Linked DNA regions of Mus musculus: region 1 is linked to region 2. A link is a contact called in public targeted proximity ligation data. All regions are on one chromosome and are shown on one strand. The core of a region is the stretch at or near the end of the contact, and the rest is flanking DNA. Distances in the headings are between cores, read along the strand shown. Region 1 holds the start of Ms4a4b (membrane-spanning 4-domains, subfamily A, member 4B). Region 2 holds the start of A430093F15Rik (RIKEN cDNA A430093F15 gene).

Region 1 (6,644 bases), core at 4,030-6,529, 700 kb after region 2:
AACAAAACAAAATTTTGAAAGTTATCAGAAAGAATTTGGTCAAGAAATTCTTAGAACTATTTACTGAACTAGCAGAAGATAAAGAGAACTACAAAAAGTTTTATGAGCAATTCTCCAAAAATATAAAGCTTGGAATTCACGAAGACTCTCAGAATCGGAAGAAGCTTTCAGAGCTGTTGCGGTACTACACATCTGCTTCTGGGGATGAGATGGTTTCTCTGAAGGACTATTGCACCAGAATGAAGGAAAACCAGAAGCACATCTATTTTATCACAGGTGAGACCAAGGACCAGGTTGCTAACTCAGCCTTTGTGGAACGCCTCTGAAAGCATGGCTTAGAAGTAATCTATATGATTGAGCCCATTGATGAGTATTGTGTGCAACTGCTGAAGGAATTTGAGGGCAAGACCTTGGTGTCTGTTACCAAAGAAGGACTGGAACTTCCAGAAGATGAAGAGGAAAAGAAGAAACAGGAAGAGAAAAAGACAAAATTTGAGAACCTCTGCAAAATTATGAAAGATATTTTGGAGAAGAAGGTTGCCCATATAGTACTTGAAGTTCTAGCCAGAGCAATAAGACAACTAAAGAAGATCAAAGAGATACAAATTGGAAAGTAAGAAGTCAAAGCATTGCTATTTGTGGATGATATGATAGCATACATAGGTGTCCCCAAAATTCTACTGGACAACTCCTATATCTGATAATCATCTTCAGCAAAGTGTCTGGATACAAAGTTAAAGAGATTAGTATCCCTCCCTTATACAAATGATAAAGAGGCAGAGAAATAATTTAAAGAAACAACATCCTTTATAATAGCCACATGTAATATAAAATATCTTTGTGTATCTCTAACCAACCAAGTGAAATATCTGTATGACAAGAACATCAAGTCTCAAAGAAAGAAATTGAGGAAGACATCAGAAGACAGAAAGATCTCTCATGTTCATGTATATGTAGGATTAGCATACGGAAAATGGCCATCTTGCCAAAAGCAATCTACGGATTTAATGCAATCCCCATCAAATTCCAACAGTATTTTTTATAGACCTCAAAAGAGAAATTCTCATTTTCATATGGAAAACCAAAAAACTCAGAATAGCCAAAACAATCCTGCATAAAGTAAAATGAATCTTAAAGTTGCTTTGATTTACATTTTTGAGATATTTCTTTAGTCATATATATATTGCTCTTGTTCTTTTGAGAACTTGATTAGTCTCATAGGATCATATTAGGTCCCAGGCTCATTTTTAAAAATAGATCATTTGATTTTGTTTGTTTGTTTCTGTGTTCTTTATATATTCTGTATGTGAATTTTCTGTCAGATGAATAGTTGGCAATGTTCTTGCCCATTCTATGGGCTTCCTAGTCACCTGGTTGAGTGTTTTCTTAGCTATGCAGAATCTTTCTAGTTTTATGAAGCTCTGTTTGTCAGTTGTTGTTCTTTAATCTTGGACACATGGACTCCTGTTCAGAAGGTCCTTTCCTACACCTATACCATCTAGGTTACTATTTTTTTCCTAGCAGTTTCAGTGGTTTAGGTTCCAAGTTTAGGTCTCTGATCCCTTTGCAGTTAGTTTCTATGCAAAATGATGGGACTCTGTGGGACTGTGAAAGGCAGCCTAGTTTCTGGTTGAGGTAGGTTTGAAACCCTGGTGACCCCACAGGTTTCCCTGCAGGGGAGAGTAGGCATTTTGCCATGCTCCTGCACACCAGGACCCTGACATGAGGCAGTAGCTCTCTGTATTTCTGTGGCCATCAGTCATGTAAGGGCAACGCCCAAAGCCCCTCCACAGGTAGAGGATGTGACCACAGATCACATAGCCTCAAGACAGATCTCCATTTTCATGAGGTACCTAGAGGCCTAAAGGGCTTAGCCAATTAAACTCTCCTTCCCAGCCATTCCTTCCTACAAACCTCAGGCCCGCCCTGAGAAAGTGGGGTACAGTTTTCTCACCACCACTCTCCACCATGACAATAAAAGCCTTAAAACCATGGACTGTCTCTTTTCATTGCGATCGGAATGAGGAGCAATGGAACAGGCCTTCATCTAGAGCGCCAGCTACTAATCTCTCCCAGAAGGCTTCTCAGCACTCCTAGCTATAGCCTCCACCAAGCCAAGCCACCTGCCAAGCAAACCAAGGACTCTCCTCCCCGAGGGACCCAGACAGAGCTCCCCTCTTTTTTTTTCCTTCAGCCCCAAGCTAGGTCCAGGCCGCAGGCCCCCACTCCATTCTCAGTTCTTCCATGGCTCCCAGCTGTATCTGTGTGCCCAAGAGTCTGAGAAACTGATGGTTCCAGTCTCCTTGCAGGCCCGGGGACCCCCGACTGGGCTCCCGCAGTCCCCGGGGACCTCAGACTGCATTCTCCCACCCCTGGAGTGGTGTTCCACAGCTTTCCATAGCTAGAGCTAGATGCCCACCCAGTGCCACAAGGGAAAGCACAGTCAAAACTTTCCACATCCCACCGCACCCAGAGGCCCGAGCCCTGAGTGGACGAGGGACCCCACCTTTAACCTCACAGAGCTCTCTTTTCATTCTTCTGCATGCAGATTTTCAGTTTTCCCAGCATGAATTTTTATTGGATACTTTATTTACATTTCAATTGCTATTTCCTTTTCTGGTTTCTCCTCCACACATCCCCTATCCTATTCACCACTCCCACCTCACTGCCCTGGCATTCCTTCCCCTACACTGGGGCATCAAGCCTTCACAAGACCAACGGCTTCTCCTCTCATTGATGCCAGATAATGTCATCCTCTGCTACATATGCAGCTGAAACCATGGGGCCCTCCATGTCTACTCTGTGGTTGGTGGTTTAGACCCTGGGAGCTCTGGTTGATATTGTTGTTCTTTATATGGGGTTGCAAACCCCTTCAGCTGCTTCAGTCATCTCCCTAACTCCTCCATTGGAGTCCCTGTGCTCAATCCAAAGGTTGGCTGCAAGCATCCACGTCTGTATTTGTCAGGCTCTGATAGAGCTTCTCAGGAGACAGCTATATCAGGCTCTTGTCAGCGAGCACTTTTCAGCATCTGCAGCACTATTTATTGAAGATACCTTCTTCTCTCCATTTTATGTTCTTATCATCTTTGTCAGGTATTAATTGACTGAAGTTGTATGTGTTCATATTTGAGCCTTTGGTTTTATTCCATTGGTCTTCACATCTGTTTTTGTTCCATTACCAGTTTTCATTGTCATGGCTCTGTAACATATCTTAAGGCCTGGGATGGTAATCTTTTCAACATGTTCTTTTTGTTCAGGATTGTTTTGTCTATCTGGGGTCTTTTGTAGTTCCATATAGGTTTTAGGAGAGTTTTCTATTTCTTTGAAGAGTGATATGGGGATTTTGATAGGGTTTGCTTCGAATCTGTAAATAGCATTTGGTTAAATTATTATTTTCACAAGGTTAATTCTACCAGTCCACAAGTAAGGGCTGTCTTTCCATTTTCTAGTATCTTTCTTCAGAACTGTAAAGTTTTCATCACAGAGGTCCTTCTTTTCCTTGGCTAGGTTTATTCCTAAATATTTTATTTTCTTTAAGGATATTGCAAATGGTAGTGTGTCAATGATCTCCTTCTATGTATGTTTACTGTGTAGAAAAGCTACTGATTTGTGCAAGTTGACACCATATCTTGCCATGTTCCTGAATTTGTTTTTCATTTTGAGAAGTTTTCTAGTAGAATTTTTTTGGGTTTCTCATGCATAGTATCAAGCCATCTGAAAATGGGAATAGTTTGTTGTCTTCTTTTCCTATTTGTACCCATTTCAATTTCCTTCTCTTGCCTTATTGTTCCAAATAGCATTCAGAACACAATACTGAAAAGGAGTAAGAATAATTGAATTCCTGTCTCTTTCTTGACTTCAGTGAGATTGCTTCAAGCTTTTCTTCATTTACAATGATGTTGGTTATGAGTTTCTAAAATATAGCTTTTATTATATTGAGGTGTCTTCCCTCTAGCCTTACATACTGTAGGAATTTTATCGTGAAGGCCTGTTGTTTTCTCAAAGGGCCTTTTCACATCTCTTGATATGATCGTGTAATTTTCTTAAGTTCATTTACACGATTTACTATATTAACCAACTTGTGAATATTGAGCCATTCCATGTTTCATGGATATAGCCAATGTTGTCATGGTAGATAATCTTTATTATGTATGTTTGTATTCTTTTTGTCAGTATTCTATTGAGTATTTTTAGATCTATGTTCATCAGGAAAATGACATGTAGTTTTCATGTGTGTGCGCACGCGCGCGCGCATGTGTGTGTGTGTATTTCTTTACCTGGTTTTGGGATTAGAGTGACACTGGTTTCATAGAGGGGGGTGGGAGTGCTCTTTTGTTTTGGCAAAGAGCAGCTTTGGCATCTACGGTAAACTGGAGTGGGTCATAGAGTAGGCAATTGGTCATTCAGCAGATTTTTATTGGAGGGAACACAGCTTGATTCTCTGGGGCTGGTGGAGGACTCCCTGGGGCTGGAAGAAAGACTCTGGGTCCAGTGAAACTTTCTGGAGCCAGCAAGAAAAAGGTGGGAAAGAATCAAACACACACACACACACTTGGTGGATGAAGCAAGCCTCAACAAGCTCCAACAACTTCACCCATTACATACATACATACATACATACATACATACATGCACATATACATTTGTTGGATCGAGCAAAGCTACAACAAATTTCACATATACACATATATACATATAGACATACATATACACATATACACATTTGTTGCATGTAGCAAAGCTCCAACAAGTTTATTTTTTTCCTACATCTTATATAGCCCAGTAAAATCTTTCAAGCCCTATAAAAATTACAATATGGTTACATTCCTTTTTTCATACAGTAAACAATTACAGTGAATATGTGTAGAAAAAAACCATTTTCCTAATACTCTCACTTGATCAAATGTTCTACATATTAGGGGTGAAAAACAAATTATGCCCTAGAGCCCATATTCATTTGTATTTAAGTAACTTCTTATAGATTAACAGAGTATACATAGACACGATAATTTTCTCAGCCAGTTTTTCTTACTAGCAGGTTGCAATGTGCACTTAAAGGAAAGAATCAACTATTTTGTTACTTATATTAAAAAGTAATCTTATGAAATTTTTTAAAAAGAATCAGAAGTCTAAATTCTATATAAAAAAACAAAAATTTCTACCTTGAATTTTCAGAGTACACATCCACCCATATATGATGGCTGAGATGGGTGGGGAGGAAATGTCAGAGGCAAAGGTTTCTGCCTCTTAGTCAGTGGGGGGAAGTCCTGACACAATCAAACAGTCTGCTATCTACAAAGGTGAATCAGAGTCCTGTGAGAACACACAAGCAAAGCTTCTCCTGGAATAAATCAGCTGACATCTGATCCTTTCCATTGTCTGGTTAGTACATCTTTATTATTTTATTAGAAGTTGAGGAGTAAATTTTACTTAAAACAAGGTTTTTTTTTAAAGAAAAGATTTATGTTTTATTCTGTAATATTTTATGATTAAAATAATATATAAAGCATGGTTTAAAATATGATAAGGAGATGAATATTTGCAATCTTTATTTTGTAACTTAAATATTTGAGTGTTTAAAGTTTGACATGTTCGCTCTACAATAGCCTGTCCTTAGTGATTGTAGGGAATGACAATGGAGTGTGAGATATTGAAATCCAAACACCATTTTTTTTAAAAGCCTTGTACGTAGAAACATAAGAATTGTCTATTTTTTCTAAACTATTGGCATTCCTAAGATTGTAAAACAAATGTCATACCTGATCGTTGAAAGCTTCTCCAGATCTAACAGAAGCACAAATAACATGAGAATAATTATAAATCACAGGGGCACAGGCTCCGAGGATAAACTCCCATGGGGAACACGCATGGGTGTGTGACACACTGAGCATTTCCACAGGATCTCATAAGCAGCGTTGAGGGGAAAATGGCCCTTTGAGGGAAGGTGAAAGTGAGTGCTTAGGGCACTTGGTAGATGAAGCAAGTTTCAACTAGCTCCAACAACTTCACATATTGCATAATACAAACATACATATATACTTACATACATTTATACATACATTTATATATACATTCATATGTGCATACATACATACGTATATACTTACATTTATACATACATTATACATTCATATGTGCATACATACATACATGCATATATATACATACATACATACATATAGAGATAGAGATAGAGATAGAGATAGAGATAGAGATAGATAGATAGATAGATAGATAGATAGATAGATAGATAGATATAGATATATATGTGTATATATACATATATGCACATATAGATATTGGGAAAATGTCTGAACAATTCCATGCTTCCCATCAAATGATATCAAGATTCAGGGTCATTGCTGGATGATGTTTCAACGACTGGGACTCAAATTGACTGTATGCCATGATAGCACAAGAACCTAAATTATAATTGCATCTACCTCTCCATGGGCCTGTATGAGCTCTGATAGGCATACTGGTGTTTCATGTTTTAACCAATGTCAGAGTTATAACAACACTCTTCCCCCCAACACCGGGGCCTCTGACATCCTCCATAGCCTCATGCTATGTGTGTGGTCTGAAGGAGGAACAGTCTAAATTCCAGGTGAGAATATCTTGATTGGTTCTAGATGGCAGACCCT
Region 2 (6,075 bases), core at 1,929-4,428:
GAGAAGGCCTGGATTGGGGCAGGGGATAAAGGCTTGGCTTCTGAGATTCTCAGGACCAAAGGGACCACATCAATGTCCTAGTAAGGTCCAGGAAGCAAGCCAAGATTTGTCAAGCAGGCATGGTGTACCTCTTACTGTCCAATGCACAAGGGGTGTGTACGTGGGCATCCAAGTCATGCTAACATGAGTGAAGAGGTCATATAGTGTCCAGGAGAGTGCACACACAGTTCTCATAGATACATACATTCAAAACGCACCCCTCCACATCCAGAGTCACACATTCTCACACTCACTCCTAGCTCTTGTAGGTACAGAGTGGGTATCTGAAGCCCCCAACCCTTCTCTGTGAAGTAGAAAGCCATTTCTTCTTTTCCATCCCACCTGGCATCCAGCAGCCTTTACCCCGCCACGTCAGTTTACATCTCTGCTCTGCTCTGTGCACATGCTGTGACCCGGAGGATCTCTTTGGGCCTCCAGGCCTAGCGCCCACAGCATACCTCTGGCTAGTCAAGAATCGCTTACTTTCCTGATGTCACTGATGGCCCACCAGCAGGGTCTCAGGTTTGGAGCAAGGCTCATGAGTTGGGGACTCCTTTAGAACTGACATAGGGCTGCTGTTTGAGCTTGGCATCTCTCTGTTCTTCCGCATCCTTATAAATGGACCATTCTGCCGCAGCCTACTCTGCCCGGAGCATCCTCAATATCAGGTTTGTGCCTCCCTGGAGGTGACCAAATAAAGGCCAGGCATTTCTAGGTGGCACCCTGGAGAGGGTGGCTGCACAGGTTGGAAACTAAGTGCACACTGACTTCTAACCCAAAGCTGAGAAAGACAGTGGATCAGGCTTGGCAATGCACGCGCAGAGCCCCGCGGAGAATGGGGAGTTGACCTAACCTCTGTGACCCTAAGCCTCCCTGCTATTGCACATGAGCCCAGAGTCAGACCTGGGAAGAACTGAGATCCTCTTACTGCACCCCGGTATGCACAGGTATTCAGCCTGGCAGTACCCAGTACCGGCAGAGACTCACCCAGCGTTCCCAGCAGGTATGTGGCAGCCAGCAGCACTTCGTGGGAGTCCATGGATAATGGCCTTCTGCTGCCTCAGCCTCAGTGAGCTCAGCTGGCCAGCCAGGAGAGGTGTCTGACTCAGTGTCTTACTGTCTTGGAGGGAGGGGGCATAAACAGGGGTGGAAAGGGGAAGCAGGCAGTGTGGGCCTGTGTCACTGCCAACCCTGTTTGAAGTTGAACTGTCAACTTCCTCCCTGTGAAACCACCTGCCCCAATTAGAATGGAGGCCTGAGTCTCTGTCAGCTTCCTGCACGAGGTGCCTGGAACTGCGGTAGTGCCCACTGGCCATTCTCATGGCTGGGCAGAACCAGGTGTCCTTGTGGGATGGGACTGTGGGGCAGAGAGAGGCTGGGAACTCCAGAGAGAGGTCGTTCTACTCTCAGGAGAGCTCACCCGAGGTAAAAGGGCAAGGGCCCGAGACAGGAGCCTTCCCTACAGGATTCTGAGTGGGGTGGGGACTGTGCAGGCGAGCAACTTCAGGTCTTATTGCAGGGTCAATAAGGAAAACCAAGACACAAGCCCTGCTCACTCCTGATGGTGTACGGGGCTGGAAGTCCATAATCTGAGTTGAATCCCTATGGGGATCTAAGCAAAGAAACAAAACAAAACAAGACCTTGCTAGGTAGCCCATGTAAGCCTGGAGTTTGTGGTAATCCTCCTGCTTCAGTCTCACAAATGTTAGAATTACAAGCGGGAGCTGCTGTGCCTAAGAATCCAAGAGTAATATTTTACCAGCAAGTATGGGGAGGAGAGTGTCTTCATCTGAGTTGAACTTGCAGCACTGTGTGTGTGTGTGTGTGTGTGTGTGTGTGTGAGAGAGAGAGAGAGAGAGAAAGAGAGAGAGAGAGAGAGAGAGAGAGAGAGAGAGAGAGAGAGAGAGAGAGAGAGAGAGAGAGAGAGAGAGATCTCCCTGTTGGTGTGAGATGCCCATTTTGGGTATGATCTCCATGTTAGGTATGAGATAGATATTCATGTTGGGTGTGAGATCTCCATGTTGTATGGTCTCTGGATCTAGATTCGTTCATTCATTCATTCATTCATTCATTCATTCATTCATTCATTCATTCAACATTATCAATGATATGCAAGAACTAGAAATGCAGCTGGCATGGTGATACACACCTTTTAATCCCAGCACTCAGGAGACAGAGGCAAGGTGATCTCTGTGAGTTTGAGGCCAGCCTGGTCTACAAAGTGAGTTCCAGGACAGCCAGGGATGTTACACAGAGAAACTCTTGTCTGGTGGTGGTGATGGGTTGGGTGCTGGGGACAGTCCCTACCTGGTGTGTCTGTTATTTTTTCCTTTGCTGGAACCCAGTGTCTCATGCTTACAAGGCAAACACTCTCAACTGATCTGTATCCCTAGCATCCCTTTGTTTCTTAAGTGCCCATCGGAGCCTATTTCCTCACAGTTTATAGAGAGCTTCACTGTCCATTGACCAGCCAGCCCACGCCCTCGCATATGCATGCATGCACACGCATGTGCACACACGCGCACACACACACACACACACACACACACACACACACACATGCACACACTCACACACACACACACACACACACATGCACACACTCACACACACACACACACACACACACACACACACACACATACACACACACACACACACACATGCACACACAAGGAAACCGACATCTCCTTCCACAGACCTCCAGACTCACTTCTTTATCAAAGGCAATCCAAACCCGGAGCTTTAGATTTATTTCCCCTTCACAGGCCTGAGTGTGATCTACTAGGTGGCTTCACTATGTGTTCCAACCTTCATAGAAGTCTGAATGTATTACCTCAGTTACTGGCTGTGTACCGGAGGGAACCCTAGTGGTGGGGTCCCTGCACTCCAGGTCCGTAGCTCTTCCCCTGCCACCGACTCCCTAGTAACTACCCCACAAAGTTTTCTACCTTGCATCCCCTAGACCTCAGGTCCTGTGCCAGCTGGGGACCCCAGACCCCAGGCGACAGTTTCCTGTCCTATCACCCGCACTTTCCATGACACAAGAGGAAGTCAGCTGAGCTGGCTGGGTTTTCCATGCCGCCGCTTGGTGGAGGCAAAGGTGGGGGAGGGGGGATGAGCCCCCTAGGCCAGTTTCAGAACCTCAACAGCCTCCGAGGGACAGGCTCTGCCCTATTGCCTTGGCGACACCAGGTAACCTCTGGAGAGTTGCCTTACTGGACTTTCTGGTTTGGGTCACTCCTCAGTGATTCCAACACTGGTTCTTTTGGATGGGGGTGGGGAGAAGGTGGCAAAGGAGCCACAAGGAGGTGGGGTGAGGGTGAAGGGGGGAGGGGGATGGGAGCTGAGGAATGTGAGGGCCTGAAGCAGATCAACATTGGTTGGATGACTAAGTGAAATCTATAGGATGGATACCTTCCAAGTGTTTATTTGATGAGTGACTGAGTGACTCAGTCACTGGGATCTTCTGTACTGGCAGCCTTGAGCACGACCAGCTCAGGCTGGCTGTCCATCTTCCCTACCCAGCTTAGGGAGTGCACCCCTGACCTACTGTTGCTCCTTGCCTGGGAGTGGAAGAGCAAGGGAAGACCTCTTGTCTGTTGAAGGGACTGTCCGAGGGAGGGAGGGAGAGGTACTGACCCTCCAATACCTGCTCTTTGAGTGTGGCCATTGCTCTGTGACCTTGAGTGAGTCCCGTGGAGCTGGGGTCCTCAGTTGGTTCCTGTGTAGCATAGGGGAGTTGGATGACCCCAGGGCAGCCCTCCTTCAGATTGTAGAGGGAAGGGTGTGCCCAGGTGCCTTCAGAGGAGGGACTTCCTCTGTTTTGGGACCTAAAGGATTTGGCTCTTGGTGGGAGGACATCAGCTTGAACTCTTGGGGGAAGCAGAGGTCGGAGGTTTCCAGGGCACTTACCCTGTGCACCAGAAGGGCCAGGTGAGATCTCAGCAGGCTCCCGATTGCCTGCCTCCCTTGGAACAGCACCAGCCTCTCATATATGTGGTGAAACTGAGTCACTTAATGAAGTAAATTACCTAAATTCCCCTTGTGTAATGTATTTAAGAAGGCTACCTTATGATATGCCCCGTGGAGTATTAGCACAAACACTGGCTCAGAGGGAAGGTTCTAGAATCCATGGTTGTTAGTTTTCAGTGACAACTGGCATAGTTGGGTAGAAACAACTTGGAGTCTAGAAGCTGGCTTAATTTCTGAGGGGGGATATTAGGAAAGCTACTGCCCCATTCCGAGATCCATCTCCCTGCAGCTCGGGGCATCTGGAAGCTGCCCTGGTAATGACATGCAGGGCTTGTGAGGTAGAGTGCTCCCCGTGTGAGGTCAGTCTCCCAGGCTCAGCCCATGCTTTCCTGCAAGGAAGCTCTCTAAAGTGGAGGCTCTCTAAAGTGACCAGCCTTCCCCACCACGGCTGCCTCTCTAGCCAGCCCACAGTTCTGACTCCTGCTTTCTCTTCTGTTGCTCTTTTGAGCGACACTGAGCCTGTTTGACCACAGGTAAACGTGAGAAAACAAGGCTGCTTAAGGCTGTTAACCAAGCCCATTTTTCCGATGAACCACTTGAGGATCACTGAGGTTAGGTGGATCCCCAAAGGTGCACAGCTCACGAACAGTGAGGTTTGTGCCTCCAGGTCTCCCGGCAGGTAGATGTCCCCTTTCTTACATACCACCTGTCTCTTATTTCAGATGGCTGCATCCATTTGCCCAAAAGGAACTCTTGTTCTATAAAGCAGGCAGACACACAGAACCTGAGTGGTGAGGTGGACAAAGGCACCTGTAGGAATGCATGTACTGGGTCCTCTATATGGTAGAGAGCTGAGGGTGGGAGGGTCCTTCCTCTTAGAGCAGTGGACAATCCCAGCCCTTAGAGCAGAGTTGCTCCTGAAGCTGCCTGCCTTGTTGATCACCCAGCCCAGGCCTGTTTTCCTTGAGAGCATAAGGCAAATCTCTCAAGGGACATGAGGACAGGATGTGGGAAGGGCCAGCCTGAGGGGACTGTAGAGAAACCGGTAGCCATTGCTACTTGTGAGGAAGTCAAGGAGGGAGGAAGGACACTGGAAGGATGAGCGGTTTCCCATTTACTGGTGGGATGGGTTTTCTAGGTTGAGGGAAGAGTCGACACAAAGGCTTCTGGGTCCTGCAAGGTAGTAGCTAGTCTGGGACAGGCAAGAAGGGTACAGAGCTGGAACTTGGGATGTGAGTCCTGCCTGGCTCAATCATTATCGCTGCGTGTTTGAGGTGAAGGCTCTCCCCTAGAACCCAGTTTCCCTGTGATATAAAGGGTTTTCTTAGATAGTCACTGAGAGTCCTCAGTCTGTGACCTCACGGGTCAGGGTGTCATTTAGAAAACTAATGAGGACCTGAACAATCTATGAAAGTTTTCTTAAAAAGACCAGATGCCGAGAGCCATGACACTCTTTAGAAAGCTCACACACAGGGCCATCGAGGGGGGCTTAGCAGGTAAACAGCCTCACCACCAAGCCTGACACCCTGAACCTGATCTCTGAAACACACATGGTGCATGGAGACAAGTGACTCCTGCAAGTTGTCCTCTGACCTCCATGCCTGTGCACTGACACACACATGTGTGTGTACACACACCTAAACATATACAATAAACGGGCAACTTGGCAAGAATTAATAGTTCTTAAAAAAAAATAGGCAGCTCACTCATAATGTCCTCTTAGAGAGACTTCCTGGGTGGGAGATGGAGTCCTGTGTAAGGTATTTCAGCCACCCAGAGGGAAAGGAAAGAGGAGGAGAAAGAAAAGGGAATTTCAGCCTCTCCACACTGCGGAGCCCACACAGAGGGGACAGCGGGCATGATGAGATCCCAGCTGTTCCAGAGGCTCAAACAGGAGGATTGTAAACTCCAGGTCTTCCCAGACTACAATGTGAGTTCAAGGCTAGCCCATACATACTTTTATTTAAATGTGAAATGTGAAATGAAGTGAAATGAAGACAGAGGACGTAGCTCAGCGGTTGGGCGTTTGCCTAGCCTGATGGAGGCAAGCGATCCCTGCAC

What was found.
Region 1: a targeted proximity ligation map of thymic regulatory T cells shows a contact between it and region 2, with 7 times the contacts expected there. A contact is called at or near these places in 1 of 39 promoter capture datasets (liver) and 2 of 130 datasets of targeted methods (memory CD8 T cells and thymic regulatory T cells).

Annotation. Positions count from the first base shown.
Region 1 is chr19:11,438,279-11,444,922 of GRCm38.p6, forward strand. Ms4a4b (membrane-spanning 4-domains, subfamily A, member 4B) reads left to right here and starts at 5,280. Exons shown (of 7, transcript NM_021718.2): 1 at 5,280-5,382. It also overlaps the pseudogene Gm5511.
Region 2 is chr19:10,737,769-10,743,843 of GRCm38.p6, forward strand. It overlaps A430093F15Rik (RIKEN cDNA A430093F15 gene), which reads left to right and starts at 3,179. Exons shown (of 4, transcript NR_027805.1): 1 at 3,179-3,234. It overlaps Cd5 (CD5 antigen), which reads right to left and starts at 1,206. Exons shown (of 11, transcript NM_007650.3): 1 at 1,027-1,206. The coding sequence starts at 1,078.